Linked DNA regions of Oryctolagus cuniculus: region 2 is linked to region 1. A link is a contact called in public Micro-C data. All regions are on one chromosome and are shown on one strand. The core of a region is the stretch at or near the end of the contact, and the rest is flanking DNA. Distances in the headings are between cores, read along the strand shown.

What was found. A called contact is a pair of places that touch in the nucleus more often than the background predicts.
Region 2: a contact with region 1 is called in a Micro-C map of ear pinna, with 5 times the contacts expected there. The contact joins the promoter of ATP5PO here to the promoter of MRPS6 in region 1. A contact is called at or near these places in 3 of 6 Hi-C or Micro-C datasets (ear pinna, psoas muscle and skin fibroblasts).

What each region holds. Positions count from the first base shown.
Region 1 is chr4:10,958,549-10,964,186 of mOryCun1.1, forward strand. It overlaps MRPS6 (mitochondrial ribosomal protein S6), which reads right to left and starts at 2,562. Exons shown (of 3, transcript XM_070071862.1): 1 at 2,463-2,562. The coding sequence starts at 2,504. It also overlaps a transcript of SLC5A3 not described here.
Region 2 is chr4:11,118,134-11,123,771 of mOryCun1.1, forward strand. ATP5PO (ATP synthase peripheral stalk subunit OSCP) reads left to right here and starts at 3,174. Exons shown (of 7, transcript NM_001171421.1): 1 at 3,174-3,209; 2 at 4,262-4,312; 3 at 5,060-5,170. The coding sequence starts at 3,174. LOC138849236 (a long non-coding RNA gene) reads left to right here and starts at 119. Exons shown (of 3, transcript XR_011387722.1): 1 at 119-422; 2 at 1,446-1,570; 3 at 1,840-2,444.

The DNA of each region.
Region 1 (5,638 bases), core at 1,312-3,811:
CCTCCAAGCCACAGAGGATGTGGGGAAAGGGGAAGACGACAAAATACAGGACCAATCTAGAACCAGGAGGGTTCCTAACAGCCCCTGCAGCAGAAGGAACTGCTTGGGGCAGCACTGCGCCTGCCCCAGGGCCTTCAAAAGTGTGCAGGCACAAAGTGGCACTTCACGTTTATAAACCCCAAATTACACATCCTATTTTAGAATCCAACCTTCTCAAGTTGAAAGCAAACAAAATTACCCAAAACCTGTCTTTATGACACATTTACAATCTACTCAAAGATAAGTTCTTAACAAAAAGTGGAGTTTCTGTAGTTGTTTAATCTTACTTTATTTAGGTCAAGGATCATCTCCATACAATTTTTGTTACAAGATTCTACCTAAGACCATGGAGCCCACCTCCCCCCTCCAATGAGCTGCTCTTTCCAGAATGGTCTGGTTTGGTTTTGTTTGTTGCCCCCTGCCCTTGGGCAAGAATTTCAAGGAGTTTATTATTTTAACCAAACTACATATACCTTATCTGTACTAGAGTAAAAATTGCAACCTCCACATCCAAAGTCTGTGAACCCTGGTTGTTACAGCATACAAAAAGAAAAAAAAAAAAATAGGTAGCATGGTGAAGGAAACACATTTAACTAACATACTCGTAGCCATGTTAAGCTACACACTTGGCAGCTGTTATCAGAAACAGAGAAGTGTGTGGGTCTTCATTTCAAGGTTCAGGGGCGCGTTAAGCCTACAGGTTACCTCCTGTAGCCACTGATCACCTGCTAGCTACCCAAGGAAGTTAACAAAAGGCGTTTCAGTAACATTTCCCACGTTCTGTAATATCTGCTGAAAAAGAGGTTAAACGGACGGCGTAGAGAGTTCCACTTAACTAAAAACGGCCTTTGGGTAACTTTTCCCGTGGTTCCTACTCGTTTTAAGCCGTGTATCCTGGTAAAAGCCGGGAGCAAGATCTGTCAGGAGGCTGGGCAAGACATCAAGCTCTCCCCGGCGGGCGCCGGGAGAGCAGGCAGGGGGACACAATGGCTCGCGGGGACGGAGCCTCCGGACCCGGCTCGCGGCCCCAGTCAACCATGTGCACAGGCCAGCGTCCGTTCTCGGGGAGCCTGGCCAGCATCCTAGGCTTCAGTTCACCCCAACCTGGCGGCAGTCCCTCGGAGACTGCCCCGAAGCCGACACGGGCTGCGTGCAGACGTAGTGGTGCGCCGAGGCTTACTTGGAACCGTCCCGGGGGCGGGGAGGCGCTCCCACGCTACATTACCGACTCCGTGGGGGCGTCGGGCGAAGCGCTGCCTCCGGCCGCCCCGGTGCTGGGCAGGGTCGCTCGCCGGCCCTCCACACCTGCGCGCCCCCACTCAACATCAAGCACACGCCGGGCGGGGCGGGGCGGGAAAGTGTCTTCTCGGGGCGCACAAGGCCCCCGCCCGGGTGCCCGCCCCGGGGCGAGGGGCACCGGGAGCAGGATTCGCGCTGAAGTCGGAGAGAGAGAGAGAGAAGTCCCGGGGCGGGCTGTTTTTGGTGCGTGTGTTTCCTCAACGTGCGAGCGGGGTTCAGAGAACTGCACAAACACGCTTTGCAGGAACGGTTTATTGAGCGCCCGGCGTCCCGCGGCGGCCAGCAGCTTCACGAGGCGGGAGCGGGCCGGGGCGCCCGCGCGTGTCCTCCCGCGCACCTTCGGAGGGGGCTCCCGCGGCCCGAGCCGCCCCACCCCCCGCCCGGCCGCGTGCGAGGCACACCCTCCCGCGCCGCGCGCCGCGCGGGCACACCCCCGCCTCCCGCGCGCACGCGGCCGGGCCCTCCGCGCGGACGCCCCCCACCCCCACCACGGGCCGCGCGGGGAGACCCGGGGTCCCGCCGCCGGGGACGGAGGGAGGCGGCGGCCTAGCGGCGGCGGCGGCGGCGGCGGCCATGGCGGGGGCACCCACGCGGGAACACGCGCTTCGGAGGGAAGGTCACTTACCCGCTGCATGGCTTTCAGGATCAAAGCCAGCTCGTAGCGGGGCATTGCCCGAACGCTCGGCGCGCGGCTCGACTCGAGCCGGCTCCCTGGACGCGGAGGGGCGGGGAACGGCTGGACCCGCGCCGGCCGGGGCGGGGTGGGGGGGTCCTGAGGGCTCCTGGGCCGGACAGCTCCCGGGCGGCGAAAGCGCTCTCCGGCCGCGCGAGCCCGGGCTTAAAGGCGCTGGCAGCTGCGCAGACCGCACGCCCCGCCCCTCGGCGCGCCCCGCCCCCGCGCGCTCGCGCGGCCGCCCCGCCCCCTCCCGCCGGCTGCGTCGCCGCCGCAGCCGCGGTCCCCGGGGCGCCGCCCGCGCCGGGGTCCCTGGCCTGCGGCCCGCGGCCCGTGGCCGGCACCCACTCGGGCCCAGAGTCGGGCCCACGACCGTGAGCGGCCCGCAGAGGCCGCTGGGGTCCCCCCCTGGGCGCGCCCTGCCTCCGCCGCCGCCGCGCGTGCTACCTACGGCTCGCGAACCGGGTGGAACTTTCCATCGCTTCCGTCTCATCCTGGGCGGCGAGTGCGCGTGCGCCGCGGTGCGGTCTCGTCCGCGTGCGTGTGTGTGTGTGTGTGTGGTGTGTGTGAGCGCGCGCGCGCGCCCCTCGCCCGCCGATTCCCGGCGAGAGGCAGCGCACCGAGGAGAGGGGGGGGTTTCCTCAGCGGGACCCCCCGGGCTCTCCCGGCCCGCGGCGCCCCGAGGCCCCTTCCCCGGCGAGGGTGCGCGAGGCGCCCGCCGTGGGCCCCCCGCGCGCGGGTTCCGTGCGGCTGCACCCCTCGGGGGCCGCGCGACCTTGGGCGGGCTGCGCCTGCGGGGAGACGGGGGACGCGGTGCCCGTGAGGCGCTTGCCGCACCTCCGCCCCGGAGCGCGGGGGCGCCGCGTGCGGTTGCCGGGGGCGAGCTGACGCCGGGACGCTCGCCAGTATTCTTTCCGCGTGTGCTCGGCGTGCATTAAAAAGGATGCGCCGAGCCCCCGGGAGCCCCTGCATCCCTCCGGACCCCGGGCCCCTCCCTCGCCGTGGCCTCCAGCGGTGCCCAATGCGATTTTGTCGCGCTGCGCCCCGCATAGACGAAGACCCTTGCAACTGCTGGCCTTGGCCCTGGGCCGGTTTAGAAGGGTCTGGCAGTGAGATGGCTGAAGTTCACGGAGCACCTACTAAGTGTATGAGCTGTGTCCTGGAAAATTCTCTGGGCAGTGCAATGAGGCAGGCGCTACTGACCCCACTGTAGGGCTTAGGAAGTTCCAGGTAGGCGAAGGTGGTTACTAAGAGAGATGAGATATGCAGCCACCACGCTACACCTGTGGCCACCCGGAGCAAGGGGGCTGGTGTGTGGTGCGGTGGTGGATTAACCGTGTGCTCTCTGTAAACCAAGAACAGAGGGTCCCTTTGTCACCCAGAGACTTGACCATCTCACATCCACCCCCTTACTCCACAAAAGCAAGGAGGGTGCTTGGAACACACGCTTCTCTGATGTCTGGGTCTTTTACTACTTCCACGCCTGTCCCTGTGTTCTTCTAAAGCGAGACTGCAGTCATGAATCCACCTGGGAACTGCCAACTTCCCCTAAAGGAGTAGCAAGGGGCCCGTGTCCTGGTGCGTCGAGATAAGCCGCCACCTCTGACTCTGGCATCCCAGACAGGTGCCCGTTTGAGTCCTGGCTGCTCCACTTCTGATCCAGCCCCCTGCTAACGTGCCTGGGAAAGCAGCAGCAGATGGCCCAATTGTTTGCGGCCCTGCAACCCACGTGGGAGACCTGGATGGAGTCTCCGGTTCCTGGCTTCCACCTAGCCCGATGCTGGCCTTTGCAGTCATTTGGGGATGAACCAGCAGGTGGAAGATTCCCCCCCCCCACTCCGTGTGTGTGTGTGTGTGTGTGTGTGCATGTCCGTGTCTGTGTCCCTATTGCTCCATCTCTTTCAATAAATAAATCTGGAAAATACGTTTTTATAAAAAGCAGTGACAATACAATCAAGGGAGGGCGGGAGTGAGGACAGAAGGGGCAGGAAGGCATTCCTGGACTTCAGGAGGGAGTCACAGATTGTCTAGGAGGAACCCCCACTTCAGCTCTGCTTCCCGTTGTCCATTACGTGATCCAGTTGGGACCGCAGGACCTCCACAAGAATATGCCAAGCCAAGGACCAAGGCAAACGAGCAGCTGAGCGCAACCTGGAGCATTCCCTCTTGGAAGCTCCACTGTTTCTCCCAAACCCTGGGACATGTGAGGATCTGCGGCTCCATTACCTCCAGGTGGTGTAAGGAAAGTAGCCTGACTGCATAATGCAGAGTCAGCACCCCAAACCCACCCAAGCTGATGGCCACCCACAAGCTCATTCTGAAGGAGGGCTACCATCTCAACACTTTCCCCTTCAATCCTTTTTTTCTAAAGCATAGTAGCAGAATACCTGTAGCTTCATTTAAGAATTTTTTCTCATTCTTAAAATCACTGAGAGTACTGCTGCAAACTCAGTGTCTTCCTGCTATAACTACAAACTTAACTTCATCAAAACGTTCTTACCTTCATACAAAAATAGTCTATAGGATTATAAAGTAATACTGCAGTATTTAATGCATCCATTACAAAAATGACTCTTCGGTTCTCCGAGAATTCTTAATATGGTAGATATTTAAGATGTGACTAACCAGAGGCTTTAATCAATTTTGAAGAACGTCTTTTGAGGGAGGATAGGAAAGAAGAATAAGAACAGAAATTGAAATCCAGTCCAATTTTAAAAAGTAACCTGAGGATACACCCTGGGTCATCCCTTTACCTTCCTTTTTTATTGCTGAATAATGAGACTTGACCTTGAGCGTCCCATCATTAATTTTCAAAGGTAGCCGTTATTTTTATTACTGACTCTGACGTTTAGAGCATCCACTATGAGCCGGGAACAGAGCGGTAAGGGCTTGGTTGCAGCCCTCACCACGGAGATAGGTACTATCACTGCCCCCAGTTTACACGTGGGGAAAACCAACCTTGGTAGACTTTCCTAACTTTGACCACACCCCCTGGGAGCTCCACAACGTCTCCGTGTTGAGCAGCCCACGCAGAGGGAGCGAGCAGCACCCTCCAAACACCACCAGCCCCTCCCATCTGCAGCTCCAGGCTCCCACACACTTGGTCCTCACCGAAGCAGTCAAACTCTCCCTTTGCAAGGATTCTTCCTTCAACCCTCAAGCACCAACGCAAGGGTTTTGCCAAAAGTCTGTGGGAAATAGGATGATAAGACCAATTTATTGGGGTGCAAAAAAAAATCTATGCACTCAAAAGGTCTTCACAATGATCATGAAATATGTTTATTATGGAACAACTACCTGGATTTCAAAGAAAGGTTCTTCAGGCCAAGATAAACTTATCTTTTAATTCCATTTTTACAGGGACATTTGGCACTACCCTCATATAGATCTTGCTTAAAAAGAAAAGCCCTGGGGTCGCCACTGCGGTGTAGGAGGTTAAGCATCCGCCTGTGGTGCCGGCATCCCATATGGGCACCGGCTCGAGTCCCAGCTGCTCCACTTCCAATCCAACTCCTTGCTGGTGGCCTGGGAAAGCCGTAGAAGATGGCCCAAGTCCTTGGGTCCCTGCACCCACATGGGAGACCTGGATGTCAGGAGTCTCTCTGCAGTCCCGTGGGCCTTATTCTT
Region 2 (5,638 bases), core at 1,924-4,423, 160 kb after region 1:
GCAAGTCTCTGACTCCAGGGACCTCAGCTGTTGAAATGGCTAATTTTTAAACAACTTGAGTTTGTCCAAGGGGAAAGCACTCCAGCAGCAAAGCGCTAGGTCCCGTCCCTTCTCGTCCGGAACAAAAGTCTTTTCTCCTCCTGGAGCCTCTGTTCCCGAATGGCAGACAGGTCGGCAGGGGCTCCGCTGGCAATGGGCGCTGGCCCGCCATTGTAGTGATTTGCCTGCAGTGGGATTTCAGTGGGCGCCCAGCGATGCAGAACAGGCCAGAAGGGAGGTCTGACGTGGAGTGGGGGCGGCATTGGGCTTAGGGCTGCTTCTGTGTTCCTGTGTGTGAATAGGATACAGCTCCTACCTCCTGCAGATGGTGGAATCCCAAAGTCCTAAGTTAACGGCACTCACCCGGTGGAAACTTCATCCAGGTACGGCCTTAGGAGGTGGGCAACATGGAAGGTGTCCTTAGGGGATTGGAGGCATGCCCTTGGAAGATCATTCTGGAGAAGAAGCTGCTGATACAAGCCTGAACTGGGCCCAGTCCCTCTCTCTACTCCCTAGCTCTGCACACCCTCCACCATGAAGCCTCTGGCCTCAGGGACCCGCCTGACCTTAGACTGGGAATGTCTAAAGCTGCGAATCAGGAGCCGCCATTCGGTATGGTTGATGGGACGCCACCCAGGGCGCCTGCAACCCACTTTGGAGTACCCGCGCTCAAGTCTTGGCTCCACTTCCAATCCAGCTTCCTGTTAATACGCACCCTGGAGGAGCAGTGATGGTCATGAACCTGGGTCCCTGCCACCCACACGAAAGACCTACACAGAGCTCCCAGCTCCTGGCTTCAGCCTGGCCCAGCCCTAGCTATTACAGGCATTTAAGGTGTAAAACAGCAGATGGAAGATCTCTCTTTGTCTCTGTCTCTCTCTGATTCTCTCTTCACCTTTAAATAAAAAACCAAACATTTTTAAGTGACATAAGTGATGTAATATTTAAAAGCACACAAGCCGGCGCCGTGGCTCACTAGGCTAATCCTCCGCCTTGCGGCGCTGGCACACCGGGTTCTAGTCCCGGTCGGGGCACCGGATTCTGTCCTGGTTGCCCCTCTTCCAGGCCAGCTCTCTGCTGTGGCCAGGGAGTGCAGTGGAGGATGGCCCAAGTGCTTGGGCCTGCACCCCATGGGAGACCAGGAGAAGCACCTGGCTCCTGCCATCGGATCGGCGCGGTGCGCCGGCCGCAGCGCACCAGCCGAGGTGGCCATTGGAGAGTGAACCAATGGCAAAAGGAAGACTTTTCTCTCTCTCTCTCTCTCTCACTGTCCACTCTGTCAAAAAAAATAATAATAAATAAATAAATAAAAGCACACAAAACAAAGAGAAACTTCACACGCAGCTTACGGCAGGTATTTTGTTGTAGCGATTGAAAGCTGACTAACCCAGTCTCTTTGCCTACAGCACTGAAACACACTGGCATCCAAACCCCAAGCCCAGAAATACATCTGGATAGACTCACTCGGGCAATTACCCAGGGCAGTGGAGAGAACTTGTACTTGGCGCAGGGGCCTGGCTGCCTTCCCTAGGTGAGCTACCTAAATACCTAAACAGGAGCTCTAAAAGGGGGGGGGGGGGAGGGTACCAGGCCCACCTACACCCTGGGGCTAGCCAGACACTCCAAATAAAAATGACACCATGTATGTGCAACCACCTAATAAATCCCAAAATTCAAATACCCATAAACCTCTGCATAGGGAAGGTGCATGGGGGTGGAGCGGAATGGGGTGAATACAAACTAAACAGAGGGCGTGTCCCCGTGGGACACACCTGCAGATGAATTCCCAATCTTTTTCAGAGCGACCCTGTTTTCCAAGCGTTTTTGGCCTCAGCACTTTGGATTCGCAGTATAGCTCCAAAAACCCACACAGGTGCTGCCGTTCAATTTCACGGAGAATACCAGGCCTACGAAGACAAGCCCTTTGTCATACCCTGCTCTGTCTTCAAGGCATGGTACAGCTTCTGACACACAGGACCCATGCTCCACAAAGCGTGTTAAATGAATAGACTTTCCATTAGATGTATATGGAAGAGGCTGGCGCTGTGGAGGAGCAGGTAAAGCCGCCATTTGTAGCATCAGCATCCCATATGGCCGTTGGCTGGAGTCCCGGTTGCTCCACTTCCGGTGCAGCTCCCTGCTATGGCCTGGGAGAGCAGTAGAAGATGGCCCAAGTTCCTGGTCCTCTGCACCCACGTGGGAGATCTGGAAGAAGCTCCTGGTTCCTGGCTTTGGCCTGGCCCAGCCCTGGCTGTTGCAGCCACCTAGGGAGTGAACCAGTGGATGGAAGATGTCTCGCCCTCTGTCTCTGTCTCTGTCTCTCTCTCCTCCTGTAATTCTGACTTTCAAATAAATAAAATCAATCTTTTTAAAAATTTAAATTAAATTAAATATGTATTTGGAAATATGATTTGCATTGTGCAGGGGAACAAGGATTTTCAGACACTACTAGCGAGCGAAAAGCATGACTTGGTTTAACCCTGTGGAAAGGACTTGGCCTCACGCATCGGAAGCCAAGTACTTGGACTATCTCACCAGGCTGTGCCGGTTCTGGGGACTATTTGGAATTTATCTTAATTTTTTTTTAATGAATGTATAAAGACGCTTCCAGGAGGGGCCATGGCAGTTCCCAACGGCTCCAGCGGGCGGGGGAGAGCCGCGGCGGCAGCCCCGCAGCCCGGCTTCGCTAGGCTGTCGGTACCCGGCACGCACCCGCCCTGCTTCCAAGGACACCTCTGCCGAAGGCGCCACGAAGGAAGCGCCCAAGAGGAGGTCGGCGATGCTGTCGGCTAAACCTGTTCCCGCAAAAGGGAAAACGAAGCTCCAGAAGGCAGCTGGAGGGATGAGTAGTCGGACATAAAGGTATCTGTGAAATGCGACAAACGCCATCGTTTTTACCCCGGGGACCAGAACTCAAGGATTCCTTTCGCAGGTGCAGCCTCCCCCTGGGAGGTCACCCCTACTGCATCGTCTAAGGACTACAACTCCCAGCTTGAAGGAGGTGGCTACGCACGCGCTGTGGCGACCTACGCCTACACTTCCCAGAGAGCCTAGCGGGTACGCTGACGCGCGCGTGCGCCCTCGCGCCCCTTCCTCTTCCAGCTCGGATTTGACCTACAGCTGCCCGGGAGAAGATGGCGGCCCCCGCAGTGTGCGGGCTCACCCGGCAGGTGAGAGAAGCTAGCTGGGAGGACGCCCTCCTTGGGGAAACTTGTACCAGAGCCTGCGCGCTAGGGTTCGAGGCCACCGCTGGGAAACCAAGGCCGCCGTTCAAGGTCGTGGGGCCTGGCGAGTGAGGGCGGCCCGGCTCGCGTCCCCCGGGACGCCTGTGGGGTGCCCGGCGCGGTGCTGGGCGCGCGGTCATCTCGGCGTCCTCAGGGCACAGCCCGGGAAACCCCTGGCGCCAGGGGCCACCGGCCAGCCCCGGGCTTCGCCGCCTGGGCTGTTCCATAAACCGTCGGGGGTCGCTGGTGACTTCAGGCGGATTTCCCAGGTTTATAAAGGACATGAGAAGTTCAAATGGGGCGTCCTGGGCTGCTTGGGTAGTGAGTGATGGGGTTAAGACCCGAACCCCAGTGTCACCGAGAAAGTGGCGTTGGGAAAAATAAATCAAATAGCCGCGCTTCCGTCTCACCGCGATGCTTTGCGCACTTGACCCCGCTGTAGTTTCCATGATTTCCCCATAAGCCCGAAAACCCTGCCCTTAGAGCCGGTTTTAACACAGTGCGTTCTGGAGCTCAGAGCCCTGGAGGGCGGTCCGTGCCTTTGCGGGTGCGTGGATTATGGCCCTTGAGAGCCGCAAGGGCATCGCTGGGGACTTGAACTTGTGCGGTCACGCTCCCGCGCCCTAACCACTAGACAGCAGGTGGATTCCTGACAGCCCATCTGTTACAGCTCCTTACGGATTCCTCCCCCTTGTGTTAAAATCCCGCTCAGAAATGTTAGATGTTAACTTCCTGGAAGGTAGCGTTTTCTCCTTGGTACTGGGCGCTTGCCTCGGCCGGTTCCTGGCAAACTAGGAGATTACTGGGAAAGCGATTTTCCAAACAACGTGGCGTGATTCTCGGTGAGAACATGGACTCCTGGCTAATAAAGACAGCTCACCCGCGTGGAGTCTATGTCAAAAAACATCGTTTAAAAGGCAGCCTTAGGTCGCGATTGAATGAATTACAGAGATTCTCGAAGACATTTCTTTTGACCTGTTTCCATTCTTGCTTTGAAGGTGCGAAGCTTCAGTACATCTGTGGTCCGGCCGTTTGCCAAGCTCGTGAGGGTAGGTCCTTTATACACACGCCTGTGTGGGGGAGGGGCCTGTGGGAGGGTGTGCATGCTCTAGCCCTACAGTCAGGCCGTGGCCTGTGGTGTCGCTTCTACGTAAACCTTTGCATGTTGTTGCGATTCACAAGACACACGTGCGCAGGGTGGGGACGGTGATGGTGGAGGGTGCTTGCCCTGTGACAGACGCCAGCGGAACCTTTAAGTGGGTGAGAAGTGACTGTCACATCCCTGCCGTCGTCCAAGCACCAGATCGCCCAGAGCCACCCTCCACGTGAGAAGTTCTCACCGCCCCTCTGCGGCGCTGGAGCATGGCAGGCCTTGCCGTTGTGTGAAAGGGGAAACTGAGGCTCCAGGAGACGGTGCTTTGCTCGGCCTCACTATTGCCTGGGCTTTCCCCTGTGCAGCCACGCAGCACCACGCGGCACGTGCAGTCGTACATTGACTGTGGCGTGTAGGGAAAAGGCCGCAGTCCCCTGGGGAAGATGGTGCAAGCGTGGGCTCTGTGGCGTTGAACGCTGGGGCGTGGGGGCCGGGAGCGGAGCCCCAGCAGCGCCGCCGCAGGGAGGAAGGGGTGCCTGCGGGCGCTTCCTAAACGTTTGCCTGGTCAGGCCAAGGAAACACCCAGACCCCTAATCGGTGTGAGGGTTTGTTCTTAGGACAGCCCTCTGATGACTGTCCGTGCCGTGTTGTCTGTACGAAGCACGGTTCACCGATCTCCCTCGGCTTCCCTCTCCCTCTCAAGCCGCCGGTGCAGGTGTACGGCGTGGAAGGCCGCTATGCCACCGCCCTCTACTCGGCCGCCTCCAAGCAGAACAAACTGGAGCAGGTGGAGAAGGAGCTGCTGAGAGTAGCGGTAAGCGCCTCCCCTCACTGCGCGTGCGCGGTGGCCCTGCGCGCTTCTCTGCTGTGGCGCCTTAGCTGTGCGTCCTGACAAGACAGCTTCTGGGAGAGGAGTCACAGAATAATAATTCTCTTACGCATGCTGTTAGCGATAGTGTTGGCTTGTCTTCTGAAACTTCTATAACAGGAACAAGCAGATACACACACGGAGAGTAATGCAGGGAACCTGGCTTTGGGCTGAGACGAGATAGAAATATCACTTCAAATGTAAGGTGATGATTTAAGAAAAAGTGCCATTTCAGGAAAGGATTTAAAAGGTTGCCTTCAAGAATCCGAGCTTGCTATCCAGCAGTTTCTACAACAGTGTTTAAAATGCCTGTTGGTTTTGTCTGAGAGTTTGTTTTCCTTATGAAGCCGTTTCCTGGGTTTTAATTAGTAGGTTGTTCCCAAGACGAGAGGGGAGGATGGCAGCCGCGCCTCC